2 separate regions of the Callithrix jacchus genome follow, and region 1 is linked to region 2. Evidence: chromatin contacts called from public Hi-C data. All regions are on one chromosome and are shown on one strand. The core of a region is the stretch at or near the end of the contact, and the rest is flanking DNA. Distances in the headings are between cores, read along the strand shown.

Region 1 (3,520 bases), core at 969-3,468, 260 kb before region 2:
TGGCATTAACCTGTTATTGGGGCAGTTGGGTGACATCATGTGTTTCCGCGCCCTCTGGGTGCACCACCTGCCGACCCGGGCCAGCATGGCTGCAGAGGCGTGGGTCTCTGGCAGCCCCGGGCAGAGAGGTGGGAATACTCAAGCTGTGCAGGCGCCCATAGGCATGGTGCCCATGGCTGCTGACAGGTGCTCTCATGGAGGCCCCTGGGAGGAGCGGCAGAGCCCAGTGAACAGGGAACTGTCAGAGCGTGGCCCACAGGACCTGGTGGGGAGGAGGCGGGGCTGGTGGGGGCTGCCCGCAGGCCCCCCGGCTACAAACAAAAAAGTCCTCAGGCAGAACAAACAAGAACTGAACGGCGATGTATTTTAAACACTCATATTTTGTTTCTTCGCTCACGTTTCTCCCTTTGCGTGTTTCTTTCCCACAATTCTATGCCACTGTCCATCAGACCCTGGCACCTGTGGCTGCCATGTTTCAGACGATCGTAGGGGAAGCCGTTTCAGTCAGTCACAGGAAGGCCGGCCACAGGACACAACAGAGCAAGGCTTTAAAAATTACTCAAAAGGGGAAGAAAACCCTTGAAAGCCTCAGGCCCACCCTTCTGTCCCCAAGGAAGATGCCCCCGGCGGCGGTTTCCTCCCAAGCCTCGCCGCTGTCACAGGGGTCCTCTCCTCTGCCATCGTCTGCCCTGGCATCTCTCGGAGGAAGTTTTCACATCAATCTCTAGAAGCAGAAACAAAACAGTCCCAGCCCTCCCCCGCCATATCCAAGTATACATGAGGGATAAAATTACATTTGTACAAAAATAGATTTTTTTTTACCTTTCCAGATGCTTTAGACATTTTCTCTTATCTTTACTCTCGTTATGTATCCGTCATCCTCTCTAAAGTATTAGCTATGCGTCCCAGCTAAGGCATTGCTAAGGGTTGGGAACGGCTAAAGCTGTCTGCTCCAAAGCATCTTAAAATAGATGCATCTCCTGCCTTGAGATATTCATTCGAACCCGGATTTCACCAAAGGAGGGTCCTTTTGTACTTGCTTACACTAAGCAAATTTATAGGAAAACAGGGGAAACGTCTTGATTAAAAATAAACACGAAACATTGGTAACTGCTCCGCCTCTCCGTGGCCCTGGTGCGTGGCTCTCCACACACATCTGTACAGCACATACATGCTTACACCACACACCTGCATGGATGGGCACCAGGTCACGCACCCTGACCACAGCGTGGACATCAGCCGGCCACCCACAGGCTGCACATGCCGGCCAGGCCCTCCTGGGTGCCCCATGGGGAAAGGCTCAGGGTCTTCTCCAGTACTGCCATTAGGCTGCCAGCCCAGAATTCTTGGGGAACACCGTGACTTGGAACACTGAAGGTCAGGGCTGTCTTTCCCAGAGCCCATGTGCTTCCAGGGTGCAGAGGGCAGGTGGCTGACACAGGCCCTAGGGTGGAGGGTCCCAGCAGGCCGGCTTCCAAAACACACCCGATGAAGCCTAGGGTGGCCTGGCTCTGAGGCATCTTCACTCCTCAGCCTCAGAAGCCCCATCGGAAGGCAAAGAAAGGAGGTGACCAGCTGAGGAACACACCCGAAGGCGCTGGGGTGCCCTGGTGGCCCAGGAAGCAGCCACTGTGAAGGGGGGCCTGCGGGAAAGCCGCTTCATCCAGCAGGGCCGAGCCGGGGACAGGCACAGGTGGCTAATGAGCTGATGTTAGTGCTATCTTTAGAAAATTAAAGATTGTCCCACCAAAATAATTACCAAAAAATCACCTTAAATTGAACCAGATTGGTAATACTACTACAGGTCTGGTTAAATAGAAACTCTACCTCTCTACTCAGTAACGAGCCACACTCCTCACGAGTCACCTTTTCAAACCAACAGCACTGGTTGTACAAGCACAAGGCCGATGAGAAGGGGCAGGAGGGCTGCAGGAAGAACCCTGGCCACGAGGGCTGGTGGGGAAGGCTGCAGGGGCCGGGGAGGCCAGGGTTCTGCTTTCAGGGGTTGGCGGCCCACGGCGGGGTCCTCAGTGCTTTACAGACAGGCAGCCAGAGCTGGAAATGGCAGGGTTGCCAAGAAGCCGAGCCCCCAAAACCGAGGCCCCAGCCCTGGGCTTCTTCCTCTGGAGCCACGGGCATTCCCGAGTGTCTGGGCGCAAACGGACGGGCACTGGCTGCAGAAGGCACCAGGTGTTGCTGTGGGGTCTCTCAGGCTCCCATCATTGGGCCCCAGAGCACCTGCACCCTCCAGTTTCCACCATGCTCCAGGGGCAGCCGGGGCTCCCGGGCAGTGCCTGGAAGGGGCCCAGCTGGCCAGGGGCCTGTTACAGGTGTGAGGCTCGTCAGTCTGCCTCAGGATGGTGGCTGGACAGAGGGCACCTCTGGGGATCCACGCCACTAAAAGGCAGGAATGGAGGGGGGCAGGAATGAGAGGCTTCTGGAATCTCTGACAGTCTCTGTCTCGGGCAGACTCAGCTGCAGGCTCCACCCAGTCCCTCAACTGAGCTCTGGCTGGAAGCTCCAGGAAGGCAAAGAATGAACACTTTCCTCCCCACCAAGGCTGGAACGCTGCCTCTCTGAGCCGCTGCCTCTGGCCCAGCCCCCCAGGCAGCTCCCCTCCCCACAGAGGAGCCCCTACTGGGGCACCCCACACTCCCCTGCTCCAGGTGGGGAAAGCCTTTGGAGAAGACGCCTACTCCCCCACTCCATTCCTAAACTGCTGCTGGAAAGACAAGGCCCCCTTCTGCATCCCCCCACCCGTCTGCTGTTCAGGCACCTGCTACTGACAGGCTGGGTCCACGGGACTGAGGCGTGAACAGGAAAAGTACTCAGGCCAAAGGAAGGGCCTTCCAGTGCAAAAGGGGCGAGTTCACCCTGAGAGAGCCCTGCACCACTGGACAGGGGAGCCTGGGGGAGGAGCGCCGGGCCACACAGGGCTGAGCCGGGGAGGCCCTCAGCCCCCCGCCCTGGTGAGGCTCCCAAGTAAGGCTCTAGGTGAGCAATGCTGTCTCTGGACACCACCAGCTGGGTGGTCTCACCAGGGCCTGCGTATGACCCAGGACCAAGGGCACTGTGACTCAGGGTTCTCAGGTTCCAAGTCTTTTAGACACACTGGTAGCGGAGAGAAGGCCTGAGTGAGGGTCCCACCGATGCAGGCCACGAGGTCCCAGTTCCTGAGCCCCTCTCTCGAGGCCACCCTGCTCCCCTCCCGTCCACACGGGCCTCACAGATGGTTGCAGGTCAGCAGAGCCCTGTGTTTCCAGCAAGGCCAGGGATGTGGTGACGCCCCATCCTGCCCAGCCAGGGCCAGCTCCACAGGAACCAAGGACAGGCCTCAGCCCACCTGGCAGAGCGAGAAGACTCAGGCTGGGGAGGGACCGAGGCACTCCGGTCTCAACAGGAAGGGGGAGTCTGAAGCCAGGACACCAAGGCAGAGAGAAAACCAAGGGGGTGACACCCGTCCCTGCAGCCTGGAGGTGGCCCTGAAACCCTGCACAGAGGTCGGCTCATATTCTTGTTG
Region 2 (3,525 bases), core at 602-3,101:
TGGCTGTGAGGTGCTGCGGGCGCACATGCCTCTAAGGAGACGTTGCTTCATCTGAAATGAGGCCAGTGGTGCCAAACTGAAAGGGGCGTGGGGAGGGGCAGTGCCTGGGCATTTGCCCCACCTGGCGGGGCCCATCTCAGCCTCCCTGAGGCCAGGTGCACTGTGGGGCCACAGAGATGCCCTGGCACAGAAGTGTGCTTTGACCCTCAGCCCATGCACCTGTGGGCAGAGCACACTCACCCAGCCACCCCCACGACTGGTAGGCATCCATGCCAGGCCCAGGCAGGCTCCTCTCTCACCTCCACTCCTGCCATCCTCAGCTGTGAGCTCGAAGCCCCTTGGTGCCACTTTTGCCATGGGGCCCCTGCTGGTGCACTCTGGACAGCACAGCAAGCCAGACCAGGGCAGGAGTGTGGCCTCTGTCGTGGGCACTGCCTCAGGGTCTTGCAAAGAGAGGGAGACTACATCCAGCTTGGGCACCTGGTGGGGGCAGCACAGCCAGCCCAGGGGGCTCCTGGAGGAGAGGGGGCAGAGGCAGAGACCCTGAAGCAGGAAGAACTGGGGGTGCTCAAGGGACGGAAAGGAGGGGTGAGGACCCGAGGGGGCGGCTGTGGTTGGCGTGGATGGTAGGTGCCCTGCCATCTGCCCATTCCATCAGGGCTGACAGAAGGTGCATTGGAAGTGTGAAAAAGCCGACTTTCTCTGGTCCACCAGGCCCTGGAATCATGTGTTCCACGTGTCTCAGCGCCCACGCACTGGCGAGCTCAGGGTCTTCCCGGATGTGGTTAAGTTACTGGGAAGGAGATTGTCAGGATTGTCCAGGTGGCCCTAAATCCAATAACAACTGTCCTTAGGAGACATGCAGGGGAGAGATCTCGGGGGGAGAGGAGAGACCAGGGAGGAGAGGAGAGACCCAGGGGCAGAGGAGAGACACGGGGGGAGAGGAGAGACCCAGAGGGGAGAGGAGAAACACGGAGGGGAGAGGAGAGACCCGGGGGAGAGGAGAGACATGGTGGGGGAGGAGGAGGGACACTGTGGGGAAGGAGGAGGGACACAGGGAGTAGTGGAGTGAAACATGGAAGTGGAGGCTTGTGTGGGGACAGAGGCAGAGTTGGGAGCGATGTGGCCAGCAGCCAGGGAACCCCTGGAGCCTCTAGAAGCCGGGATCGGCCGGCAGGACCCTCCCCTGACGTCCATGAGACACCTGGCTTCTTCGGCCTCCAGCACTCAGAGAGTCATTCTCCATCGTCTGCAGCTTCCTAGCACGTGGTCACTTGTCACAGTAGCCCCTGGACACCCACAGAGAGCTCTCTGTGCTCCTCAGGGACCGAGTGGGACCCGGCCCTAGTTATCCGGACCCAGTGTCTGTGCCCCTGACCCCGCTGTGTGCCAACCACCCTGGAGTCAGAGCTCCTCCAGGCAGTGCCAGGGCCTTCCCACATTTATTCAGGGTTCCCACAGAACCCCAAGCACCTAGTCCAAGGCCAGCTGATGGGACATGTTTGGTCACCCTGCACTCTGGAGCCTGTGCCAGGGTCTCCTACAGCCAGCAGCCACATGCGGTGCCTGCAGGGAGCAGCTGCCATGAGCAGCCCCACTCAGCAGGGCCAGAAATAGCAGAGGCTGCTGGGGCCCTGGGGCCAGGCCAGGGTCCCTGGGTCAGGGTCAAGACGCTCTGGGCAGTGTCCTCCCTGTTCCCCAGGACGTTGGGGCCCAGGCCTGTGGCCTGAAAGATGACACCCACCCCGGCTCTCCCATGATCTTGGGCAAAGTGCCTCCCCTGCCTCCTGGTGGGAGCCGGGACAGAGCTTCCCCAAGTGGACACTGCGCCCCTCACAGCAGGAGGGTCCAACAGGAGCCCCCACCAGTGGCTTCCACACCTCCCTCACCAGGGACAGCTCTGGGAGCGCCTTCTGCTCCGTCACCCACCTCACAGGGTCCTCCAGCCCACCCTGGGCCCCCTAGCCCCTCAGAAGCTGGCACTGTGACAGTCCCCACATGGGCAGGGTCGTCCAGCATGCATCTCCAGACCTGCACTCCCAGATTTCCAACAGCGGTTGGTTCTTCCTGCCCCTCTCAAGAGTAGCATCTACCACCGTGAGGGCCATCAGGGAAGGGGACAGCTGGGAGGGGCACGCTGTTTGCAGAGATCTGGACTGGCCTCCTCCCCGGGGCAGGGCCCAGACGAAGCACCCTCCAGACAGAGCACCCAGGGGCCTGGGGAAGACAGATGGGCCTGGAGGGGGCTGGTGGGTGCCTGGAGCGAGTATATCCCCACCCAGGCAGGCCAGCCCCCCCCCCCCACCCGGACAACCACCAGGACTCCCTGGGCTGCCTCCTCCATGCTGCCCATCTCTGCCCAAACCACCTCTCCCAGCAGGGAGAAAGCCAGGTCCTGTGGAATCTGACCCCATCACCTTCCTCCTCCCTGGGCCCGCCCCAACCCGGGCTCCTCCTGCTCCTTGCTGTTCTAGGGAGGGGCTGCTCTTCCCTGCCCCAGGGCCTTTGCGCAGCTGTATCTTCTTACCAGAGCCCTCTTCCCCTCTTCCCGGCAAACTCCACCTTGTCCTTCATGCTGTTTCCTCAGGAAGGAGCTCTGCCCACCCCTAAATGAGTTCCCCCAGCTCCCAGGACCCGCATGGCCGAATCCAGAAATCATCTACCTAGAGCTGGAGCTCCAACAGAGCAGGCCCACGTGCCTGTTGGGGACAGTCTTCTTGCCAGGGCCCGGCACAGGGCAGGACACCCACCGGCCCGCTGCAGGAAGGAGGCCTTCCTCCCCAAGGACCCTGCCCTACTCAGACCTCTTGGACCAGCAAGTCCAAGCCCCTGTATGCTCGGCCCCCACAGCCGCCAACCTTCAAGGGCCTCCCTGCGCCAGGCGCTGCACCACCCCCAACAGCCCCTACCAAGCAGGTACAGCTTCTCCTGCCATTTACAGCAGAGAAAACAGGTGCAGAAAAGGGAATGGGTGTCCTGGGGTCCTGGGCTTCTAGGCAGCCTCACTGCAGCCCCTCACAGCAGTCCAGCTCCACACCTGAGCCCTGGGGGCCATCCACTCCCTGGCCGGAATGGACCCTGCGGGCAGAGGAGAGACACGAGTCCACCCCCCAGCCCCAGGAGCTCGAGTCCTGCCCCCAGCTCTCTGATGGGCAGCACTTTTCAAAGCATGTGTCTGCAGAGCCCTAGACCAGGGGTCAGGGGTTATGGCTGCTGCTCTGGGGGGACGGAAGTTTAGGAAGCACTGGGTGGGCAAGGGGGTGCAGGCTTCTTCCATGCAGTGCCTCTCGGAGCCTTTAGCCACTCTGCGCTGAACCCTGGGGAGAGCTTCGAGCAGGACTTCCCAAACACCTTCGGCCATAGGTGAGGGGCTGTGGCTCCCAGCAGACATCGGTCCCCACCCTGGCTCTCTGACAGACAGCTGGGCCAGCGTGGGCTCTGCAGTTACACAGCGCTGCCTTCAGAGTCCTTCTCTCTTCCCCACTAGCTGGGGTCCTCTGGCTTCTGCTTTCTCCTCAGTCACAA

Evidence for each region. Hi-C and Micro-C count contacts between places; a contact is called where the count stands out from the background.
Region 1: a Hi-C map of skeletal muscle shows a contact between it and region 2, with 7 times the contacts expected there. The contact joins two enhancer-like sites. A contact is called at or near these places in 3 of 3 Hi-C or Micro-C datasets (induced pluripotent stem cells and skeletal muscle).

Annotation. Positions count from the first base shown.
Region 1 is chr1:182,998,124-183,001,643 of calJac240_pri, reverse strand. It overlaps RXRA (retinoid X receptor alpha), which reads right to left. Exons shown (of 11, transcript XM_078350648.1): 11 at 342-3,520. It also overlaps the pseudogene LOC100895117. Among named protein-coding and RNA genes, the nearest start is that of RXRA, 110 kb to the right of the region's middle. Within about 2 kb of position 2,218, at least 9 of the 16 cell types and tissues checked have an H3K27ac peak or open chromatin away from gene starts, as enhancers often do. A contact at or near this core is called in skeletal muscle, where this site is marked.
Region 2 is chr1:182,739,272-182,742,796 of calJac240_pri, reverse strand. No RefSeq gene overlaps it. Among named protein-coding and RNA genes, the nearest start is that of WDR5, 37 kb to the right of the region's middle. Within about 2 kb of position 1,851, at least 2 of the 16 cell types and tissues checked have an H3K27ac peak or open chromatin away from gene starts, as enhancers often do. A contact at or near this core is called in skeletal muscle, where this site is marked.